Regions from separate parts of the Gossypium hirsutum genome. Here region 2 is linked to region 1. Evidence: chromatin contacts called from public Hi-C data. All regions are on one chromosome and are shown on one strand. Each heading gives the region's core, a stretch centred on a gene start, on an enhancer-like site or on the middle of the called end of the contact. The rest is flanking DNA. Distances are from core to core; before and after follow the strand shown. Region 1 has its middle 12 kb from the start of LOC121228458. Region 2 has its middle 6.4 kb from the start of LOC107949377.

Evidence for each region. A called contact is a pair of places that touch in the nucleus more often than the background predicts.
Region 2: a Hi-C map of leaf shows a contact between it and region 1, with 2.9 times the contacts expected there. The contact joins two enhancer-like sites. A contact is called at or near these places in 7 of 34 Hi-C or Micro-C datasets (callus and leaf).

What each region holds. Positions count from the first base shown.
Region 1 is chrA04:82,478,526-82,483,880 of Gossypium_hirsutum_v2.1, forward strand. No RefSeq gene overlaps it. Among protein-coding and RNA genes, the nearest start is that of LOC121228458, 12 kb to the right of the region's middle. Within about 2 kb of position 3,761, at least 6 of the 9 cell types and tissues checked have an H3K27ac peak or open chromatin away from gene starts, as enhancers often do. A contact at or near this core is called in leaf, where this site is marked.
Region 2 is chrA04:82,532,537-82,538,026 of Gossypium_hirsutum_v2.1, forward strand. No RefSeq gene overlaps it. Among protein-coding and RNA genes, the nearest start is that of LOC107949377, 6.4 kb to the left of the region's middle. Within about 2 kb of position 1,570, at least 2 of the 9 cell types and tissues checked have an H3K27ac peak or open chromatin away from gene starts, as enhancers often do. A contact at or near this core is called in leaf, where this site is marked.

The DNA of each region.
Region 1 (5,355 bases), core at 2,511-5,010:
TAGACCAAAATTGTTGTTTAAATAAATCAAGCTATTTATTAAAAACAACCACTTTTACGACGTGACCCGATCACACCTCGTCAAAAAGGATCGGTGGCGACTCCCGTTCTTTCATTTTTAAAATCCAAGTCGATTCCCGATTTTCCTAAAAAATGGTTACGACAGTCGGTAATGCCTCGTAACCCTAATCCGGTGATGGATATGGGTTAGGGGTGTTACAACGTGACAAACTGTTTGGCGACATCATGACGTTGACCATGTGTTGTGAAAATTTTACAATTCAATCCTAATTTGACCTGAGGTTAACTTTAAAGCTTTTGTAAGTTCATATAGAACCTGAGATTGTATTCGTATAGAACCTGAGGTTGATTTCCCTTTAATGATAACCCACAACTTAACCCTTGTTGATTCGTCAAGAATTTCTCCCTTTTATTGACTCCCTTTTTATCGAGATTTGATTTGATTAGTTACCTAACTATGTTCGTTCATTTCAGTTGCTGAATTATTTCTTATTATGTACTTTTTGTTCTTATTCTTAATAAAAAAAACATATATTTATATATTCATGTAATTACATATTGTTATTCTTTCATAATGAGCTTGGATAAGTTAAAGTTACTATTTTGAGAAAAAGCTCACTTCATTAGTTTTAGATAGTTTTAATTTTGGCATTTGTTTGTAATACAGTAATTAGCTTTATTTTTCTAAGTTTGGTAATTTATTAAATTGATCTTGATTCTAACCCTCTTTTTTTCAGCATTTATCCACACTTTTAAACCAAGCCCCATTACAACATTGCAAAAGACCTTTTGATTTATGTATCATCTAATTTATAGTGGCGGAGATTTGATTTTCATGCAAGCCTATGGTAATAACTTTTCATGTTTGACTATTTAGTACTTAATTGTTGAACTTTAAACACTTTGAGTGATTTGAGTGAATCTTTAGTGAGGATGTCAACTCTTGTCAATTTGGAATTAAAGGTAATTATTTAGATAAAGGGAAATACCTATGATTTTATGATTAAAATGCTCAACTTGGATTGTTTAAAACTTTGATGTTCTTTTAGTTTAATTCTCAATGTATGATTATTTGTGAATTATTTTGAAACATTATTGATAAGAATTATAAGTTGAGAAGAATTAATGTTCATTGTGAGTTGAGGATTTTGCTTGACGACAAGAAAATGCTTAAAGTGTGGGGATATTTGATAAACCTCAAAAGTAACATATTTTAATCCCATGCTTGGCATATTTTTGGATGATTTATCAAACGATTTAGTGGATTTGATGCTCCTAATCCTTTAATTTCATGTTTTATATCCAGATGAGTATAGGAAAGCGAAAAGTACAAGAAAAAGGCCAAAAAAGGGACAAAATGGGTTTATTTTAATGCTTCACACGGCCTAGACACTTCCACACGGGTAATTCACATGCCCGTGTGTCATGGCCGTGTCGACTTTAAACCATATCAAAATCGCACACGGCCTGAGCACCATTACACGGGCGTACCACACGGCCATGTCCCTGTCGAGAGTTATTTTAATTCTACTCGGAAAAGGATAATTTTGGGCTATTTTGGGCATTCCAAAGTCTATTTAAACAGACTAGGAGAGGATCTAAGGGACACGCAGAATAGAACATAGGAATTACTCGAAGAATGCCAACGGATTTAGCTCAGAAGCAGGATCTCCTTCAAGACTGAAGATCTCCCTTTAATTTCTCTCGAAGTTTTTGGGTTTCTTTATGTTTTGTTATTTTCCTATTTTTGAGATTTTTTCCTACTACATTATGAGCTAAACTCCCTAAATACCTAGGGAGGATGAAACCTAAGACGGATCTTGTTATTTAAAGTTCTGAATTTAATGATAAATACTTGTCCTTGTTCTTAATTATGAGTTATTAATTCTTGCCTTAATATTTTTAAGATATTATTCCAAGTTTGATGTGCTTATTTAGTGGAGCAAAAGTCCCTGTTTAAGAGTAGATCTCACATAATTAAGCGGAGTTACATGCAACCCTAGAAATAAGGCAACATAAATCTGTTGGATTAGAGTCAAATCTAATAAGGGAATCCATAGATCGAGTTAATGCGATGATAGAGTTTTTAATTAGAAAGAGATTTCAATTAATCAACCAAGAGTTAGTTGTTCTTAGTCTCGAAAGAGATATTAACATAATTCAGGGATTTCTACGGATCAAGACAAGTGAATAAATCATTAGAATCAGAATCTAAATAATAAGTGAAGTATAGGTGGATTCTTCATTAGGTATTGTCTTTATTATTGGTTTATTCAATTATTCTCTTCACTCTCTATTGCCTTCGTTAGTTAATTAGTTTAGTTAAATTTAGAATAAAACAAATCCCTTATATTTTAGGCTAAATAATAGAAAGAAAGTTAATACTAGTACTTTTAGTCCTTGTGAATACGATATTCTGGACTCACCATAACTATACTATCATTTGATAGGTGCGTTTGCCTTAGTCGTGATTGTAGTCTAGTTTAGTGTTTCATAAAATGATCATCAAAAGTCAACTACTTAATAAATGAAAAGGGTGAGGGGCTTTTAAAGTCTTATACTGACCAAAACGAATAGCTAAAGGATGATGATCGAATTTAATCTTATGAATGTGATAAACCGTTGAGTTAGGAACCAAATTATCCCATTGTTAATTGAACAATGCACAATCAAGGCATTCAAACAAAAAACCTCTATTCCAAGTGAACTTAGGACCTTGAAAACCAATATCCTTCAAACTGTAATCAAAATAAAATTGTTGGAAGAAAGGGAAAGTACAATTATTTTTCCTTGAACCTTACTGCTTCTCATCTTCATTAAACAGTGCATTGAAATCACCTGCTAACATCTAATGACCCTTAACATTCTGGGCAATATAACCAAAAGCAACCCATAAATCCTTTCTCAAGACCCACCAAGGGCTCCTATAAATCCCAGTAAAAAAAGCCCAATCATGCAAATCCAAAAATTTCACTTTCAAGAGCACGAATTGAAAATTATTAACTTCCACAATCACATTAACAATACCCTTCCACAAAATCCGAACTCTCCCAAAGAAACCACTAGCTTCAACTTTATGAGAATTTAGCAATCCAATCTTTTTAGTAACACATTTTTCCTTAAACCCACTAACTCTGGTTTCAACTAGAACAACCACATTAGGATCAAAATCATGTAAATATTCCTTTAAAAATTTTTGAAATTTTGGATTTCCTGCACATTGGCAGTTCCACACAACTATATAAGCTTTCATGGAAAATCTAAATTAACCAAACCTGAACCAGAAGATTAAGTTTGAAGAGGCGCCCATCTCCACTATACCAGCCTCGTCATCTTGAACATTATCACAAGGAACTTCCAAAATTTGGTCTAACACCATATGGCCTGGCTTAGCTAACAGATAATTTCTCGAATGATTCCTCATACTTTGTTCTCCAAGTTCCAAACGTCTCACTAACCTGTTAATTGCTTGCTTTAAAAGAATCGGTAAATTCATTCCAAGCTGGCGTAGATCATTACTGTGATCACCAATTTCCAGCATGTCTTTTGAGATTTTCTTCTTCAATGACAATGGAAACTAATTTGGGGAAATTAAATTGGTAAATCCCAAATTGTCATTGAAATTAGCAGCAGAGCCTTCATGTAGGCTTCTGTTTTCTTTCAAAATCAGTAGAGAGTGGTGTTTGGGATCAAGTAGCATAAGCCTATTTGAGTTCCCTCCATTTCTCCTTCCCAGCCCAAACTTTAACCCAGTATCCTTACTCCTGAAACCAGAACTGGGCCCATCCTTTCGGATACTTAACTTCATATCCAATGGCCCATTTAAAAATTGTTTTTGTTTCCTAGGCTTGTTTGCAACTTTTAGCCCCTGTTCTTTTGAGCTTTTATTTTCAGATGTATCCTTCCCTAATTTGTCTCATATTTTTACTATAACTTCACTAATCCTATCCCCATTATTATATTCCAAAAAATCAGCCTCTATCCCACAATCATTACTCTATTTCTGAAATTGAAAGGATTCCGAAACTGATGCATGTATTCCATCATTCACCTCTCCAACTTTGGAAAGTACATTAACCCGAGATCCAACCTGATTATTTCCCTGAGTTGGTCCTGAACTTGTGACTCCCTATCGTTGCTAACACCGTTGTCAAAGATTAACCACCATCCACTTGTCGAATTCCTCTTTTTCCACCATTTCTTGAACACCCACACTATCCCCTTGCTGATTTGGTGATTTATTACCATGAAGATTCTCCCCATCACCTTTCATGCCCTTCTCCAGATAACTATATGGACAAATATCCTGCAAATGTCCAAATCTCCCATAATGGAAGCAAATTGATGGAAGAGAATCATACTCAATTCAATGAAGTCTGCTCGCAACTCTGATATTTGAAACCAAAGGTTTGGACAGATTCATTAGCACTACAAACCCTGCAAACTGGCCCCTTGATCCTTTGTCCGTTTGGAAATCAACTTTGACCACCTTTCCAATCAAACTTCAAGTCTCTTGCAGTAGGCCTTTTATATAGAGCTCCAAAGAGCCCTAAAATACGGACCCAAGCCACAACACTTTGTGAAAAATCCTCAAGAGTTGAAAATTGAGTTGACCAAGACTGAATGGTCAAATAATGTCCGAAGATCACCCATAGACCCTTTGAAACAACATTATTGTAGTCCAAGTCAGATTCAAGCTTTGCCAAATAATAGTCGTTACTGATATTCATTAGTTGAAATCTCATCTTTGGTTTCCATAAGGCACACACCCTGTTCCATAAGGCGTTATATCAAATTTTCCTTCCCAGCAACTTGACTACTAGTGTCTTCGACATGCTCTTTTTAGTAAGTCCATAAACCCTGTCCGAAAACTTAATTGAAGGCACTTCATCAATGACATCTTTCCTCACATCATCTTCTCGAAGATCCAAATCATCCATGTTAGGATCGACATGATTAAGCAACAAGTAAAAAAAATAGCGGAATAAATTGAAAAATTGAACACACAAATTTAACGTGGAAAAACCCCTCCAAAGAGGATAAAAAACCACGGGCAAAGATGATTTTACTATAATGGCAAAAGAACGAAGAGTAAAAAATATAGAGATAAAAAACTAAACCCCAAAAACTCAAAAACAAAGAGCCCTCAAAACGTAAACACAAAATTCTCTAAATGTGTTATGAGTTCTAATCTCTAATGGGCATATTTTCTAAGGTTGTAAAAGAACCTATTTATAGGCTAAATTAGTAGGTCAAATAAGCTATGCTAATAAATGCTAAATATATTATACTAATAAATACTAAATCTTCTAGAAATAAAATATATTTTGTTTAA
Region 2 (5,490 bases), core at 320-2,819, 52 kb after region 1:
TGCCCCAATTTGTTACCAACCTTAATTTTTTAAGGGTTAACATATAGTTTGCTCATTGAACTTGTCTAAAAGTACCTAATTTGTACTTGACCTTGTCTAGAAAATTATACTTTTTTAAAATTAATTTAATTTTTAAAAAGATTTTGAATTTTTTAATGTGTCCATCACATGTCATACTAAGAGGCTGCCATGTGCTACTATAGGATTGGCTATTAGTGCCACGTAAGCATGAACTAATGATATTAGCGCGGAGGTACCAACCTAGATGACAAAATATATATACATTCAGGTATCAAGTAGGTGTAGAAAAAAGTTCATAGGACAATAGTAGGTACCTACTAGGTACTTTTGGACAAGTTCATAGGACAAATTACATATTAATTTAGTATTTTTTTATATATTATTATAGATTTAATTTTTATATGTTATAAATTACATAATATATATTACAAACTTGGAAAATGCGTTGGCTCTAGTCAAGCTCGGACCTTGAATGTTTAAGCCTGTAACCCAATTTTTTAGGCCTAATCTTTTGACTCAAACCTCCCAATTTTCGAGCACACCTTTAAGTATGAACAAGTACCCAACAATTGAATAGATTTAATTGTAACATTTCACTTTATTATTTAACATGTTAATGTAATATTAATCATTTATCATTCACCCTTTTCTATAATTTTTGTTGAAATTAATAGAAGATTTTAACATTATTAATATTTGAATTTGTATTTTTAAATATAAAAAAATAAAAAAATAAAATTTTTTAAAATAAAATTTGAGGACTAAATTCTAAATATAAAAAGTGTAATAACTTATACTACATTTTAATCATAGAATAATTTGTTTTAGCACATTCCATTTTTATATTTTAAGAAATACTAATGACATATATACACAACACAAACTATACCTACTAAACCAACCCAAACCCAAAATATTACAGGTCCAAGCCCACTTAAAAATCCTTAAAATCTCAAACCTCATAATATTAAATTAATGTGGGTGTAAAAATATTAAAATAAAATTTTAATTAAGATGATAAAATGAAGATTTTATAGATGTTTACGTGATAGGTTTAAGTCTCACAATATATGATATTTTATGAATTATATTAAAAATATAAAAAATCAAAAGTACTATCATAATGATATAATTTACTTTTACACAAGAGAAGGTATTTTAATAATTTTCTTGCTGGCCCTTCAATTACAGTGGATTTACTTTCAGAAGATTTCATTAGTCTGATTGTAGTCTAATGCTTATGATTTGAGATTATGGGTGTATTTATTAAATCTCTATACATTGAATTCTATATCAGATGGAGTAAAATTCATCACTTTGAATAATGTGTGCATACCCAGATTGAGCATCAAGGTCGTCTATATTTTTTTTCATTTAAGTACTAGTTTCATAAAAAGTAGTCACAGATTTGACATCAAAATATTCCTACTTATTTAGAAATATCGACAATTATTCACAGACTCGTGTAACTCAACGCAACATACTTCAATTCAAAATGAGAGTTACCAAAGCCCAAGACTTGATGCAACTAGCCACAAATGAAGAAGAAAAAATATGAATATTGGGCTACTACTTGGGTCTCTTATTCGAGCCGAACAAGCAAAGGAGGGAGGCCTAGAGTAGTTGAGGGAACACTGGGATCTTAGTAGTAACATCAATATTTTAAATAGGCTAAATTTTATATCTATGCCGGTTCTAAAAAAAAATTTACGATTTTAGATTGAATTTTGTAATATTTATGCAAATAGGTCGATTTTGAAAAAGAAATAGGAAACGCATCTTACAAAGCGAGTTTTTTTTGACATTTTTAACATATTTAGTAGTTTTATTTTTTAGTCTCAGATTCAATTAATTTCTTATTCATATTTATATTTTTTATTCATGTTGTTTTATGCCTTTTTTAATTAATATTTTTAATATATTAACACCTTCTGCTAGATAATTAAATAATAATAATTTCATTCTTGAGTTCTAGGTTCAATTCCTCTTCAAAGTACACATGTATTTTTTTTATTTCATATTGTTTCTACTTTTTTTTAATTCATCTTTTTAATTAATAATTTTTTATTAATAAAATCAAATAATGTCAGAGGTTTCAGACTTAACTCTTGATACTCTGCTCTGAGATCACACTAACAGTGATTTCGATTACCACTTTACAACATTTCTAGAAACCTAGAAATGTTGAAGATCTATAGCCGAAAAAGACATCCTTTTTCTTTCTATAGCCCTTTGGGAAATTCTTATATAGTATAGCACACCAATCCATGTATGCAAGAGAAAACACCTCCCCCCTAAAGGCCTCGAGGGTCAAAGCTCAGCTTTGATCCACCACCGGGATACGTTATGGAGCTTTTTTCTTGGGTTTTTAGGTTTTTATGGAGTATTTATGGAGTTCCGCTTACGGTTTCCAATGGGAAGGGCGAGCAAAAGCCTTTTCAAAGAGAGAATGTCTGTTAAGCCTCCCCGAGGGAGGTATGGAGGGGTAACGTTCGTTGTTAGTGTAGTTATAGTGTTGTTACCCTCTTGTTTGCACGGAATTTCATCTAACTTTCCTTGCGCTTGCGCAACGGAAAACTCAAGAATAAAATTTCTAAATTTTATTAATTTTCGTCTATAATATATCATTTGTTGTATTGTTTATATTCCAAATATTTCAAATACACGTACAGAGAGAATCAATGATTCCTATTCAATCGAGTTGAAGCTAGCAACATGTCGATTCCACACCGGAGGTTGGTAAGAACTGAGGGACAATGCCCCCCTAACCTAAGCGGGCCTACCTGCGAAGCAACTGGTAGTTAATCGGGCGGGGGGCGGTTTGGTTTCGTGCAACACCCTCGCAGCAGGAAGAGGCAGTTGTCATTTGAAAGGAAACACCCTTTGTATAGGGTTCCAGACCTGCGCACCCTGATGAAAAAGCCCTATATATTCTATTAGTAAAGCCTAAACGTCCTTATAGAAAACTAAAGCGCTAACGAGCAAGAAAAGACCCCTTACTATAGATAGGCTAATGCGCCTTTACTAATAACATAGAAAGTAAAGGCTCTTCCCCTTTTCTACGAATCTACAACTCTCTTCTCTTTACTGAGCGAGACTCCATCCATATCCCTTTCCTACTAGTGCTAGTGGGATATTCTTAATTTTCTATTCTATCATTTGTTTGACAGCTTAAACTAGGCTCCATTTTAGATAGGTTTTCGGTCTTAATCAAAATAGGTTAGGGGCACGTCGGAATGGTCGGTGGCTGCTTAGTCTCATCCTATAGTCTAATCTCTTTGTACTGCTTTTTTTCAAAGAAAAAAAAAAGAAAGAAGGGGGGTCGATTTAGGCTCATTCCCTTCCACTGCATAGCTACGCTACCTGGTACTACGAGCCCTGTGTGGTACACTAAACCCACCACCCAGCGCTTGACAAAAAAACGCGATAAACAACCTTTTATTATCCAGTTGTAGAGGATTTTCGACAATTTGTTGCACAAAAGCCTCGATGGGTCAGATGTACTGTTACCCCTCATACCCCCTCGGAGGGGCTTACACGTCACTCTCTCTCTCTCTCTCGACCACACTCCCCCTACATCTTTTTGGAATTACGGGAGAGTGTGGGGATACGAGAGAGGAAACTAAAATAAACACAATCGTGAGGTTACTATGTTGCTATACTCCAATAGCAACCTCACTACCTTACTAAATAAATATCATAAATGACGCATGAAACAACTGGAGTATGTTGTAGCATGGAATTGAAATATTTGATTAATAATTATATTTTTGTATGTGTATTTGAAATATTTGGAATATAAACATAATGATATTTGAAATAATTAATTGAAATATTTCAGATATAAAAATATTTGAAATATCATACCCACAATGTAGATGAAAAAATAACGATATTTGAAATATTTTACATATAAAAATAATAATGGTATTTGAAATAATTATTTCATTTTATAATATTAGAAATCACCATACCCACAATATAAGTGGAGAAAATAAATATTTGACATATAAATATTGTATATAAAGAAATATATATATATATATAGAAAATTAGTTAATATTTTAAAAAAATAAAATATATTTGACATAATGATAAATATCAAAAGTATATGTTTTTATTATATAATTATTAATTTATTTATATAAATAAAAAAAGTTATTAATTTCAAATATTTTTAACATAATGATATATATAAAATCATTGTTATTTAACCATCTAACCAAAATAGCTTATGTGCTAAAAACATTAATTAAAAAAATAATAAAAAGCATGAAACAACATGAAATAAAAAATACAAATATGAGTAGGAGGGGAATTAAACCTAAGACTCAAGGACAAAATTACTAACATTTATCCATCTGAATAAAAGAGTTGATATGTTAAAAAAGTAATAAAAAAAATGCCCAGTAGAACGTGCTTTTAGCTGAAAACTCATTCAGCAAGACACGTTTTTTGTTTCTTTCCAAAATTGGTATATTTCCTTCAATATCACAAAAATCAACCCAAAACCCTATTTTTTTTTAAAAATGGCATATTTCTAGAATTTGACTTCCTAAAAATCCTCAAGAATGTTGGAGAATTTTTACACTAGATAGGTTCATAGGAAAGAGAGGTTGGTTATAACAAACACTCTTTGTTAACACCTACGGTTAGTTGCTAATTATTGAGAATAGAATGAACAAAGGTATTGTTGAGTATTGAGAGAGTATACTGAGTATTTGAAGAAATCTTTGTATCTAGACTAGTAAGCTGTGATTGTACATTATAGTGATAGTATTTATAGAATATAATAGTAACTGCTATGGCTAACAACTTAACTAATTGAGTAACCGACTAACAGCTAGAAGGCTAGCTCAATAACAGAGTTACCTATACTCTTAACATTCACCCATATTCCTGATAGGAAAGACCAGAAGCAGATTCCGAAATCTAACAAAAGATGATATAGAAAGCGGCTTGGTTAGAATATCGGTGACTTGATCACACGCAGGAACATCACCAACAATAACAGAGCCATTGACGACCTTTTCTCGTACAAAAAATAGATCAAGCTTGACATGTTTGAATTTGGAATATAAAACCGGATTAGCAGCTATGACAACTGCACTGGAGTTGTCACACTAAATAGTCAGTGGATCAGTACTTTGGAGTTGCAACTCTTTGAGTAATGAGACCAACCAAGTAATATCACTAGTAGCCGTAACAAGACTTCGATATTCAGCCTCAGCCGTAGATCGTGAAACCACATGCTGCTTCTTGGAACACTAGGGGACAAGTGTGACCAAAATACACATAGTAGCCTGTCGTAGAACGACGATTATCAAAATCCAGTCCCTAGTTAGCATCCACATAACCAACTAAAGAAAGCCAGTCTAATAGATGAAAATCAATCCCATAATCATGTGTACCACATAAATATCGCAAAATTCTTTTTAAGGTGACCAGATGAACAGAAGTGGGCGCATG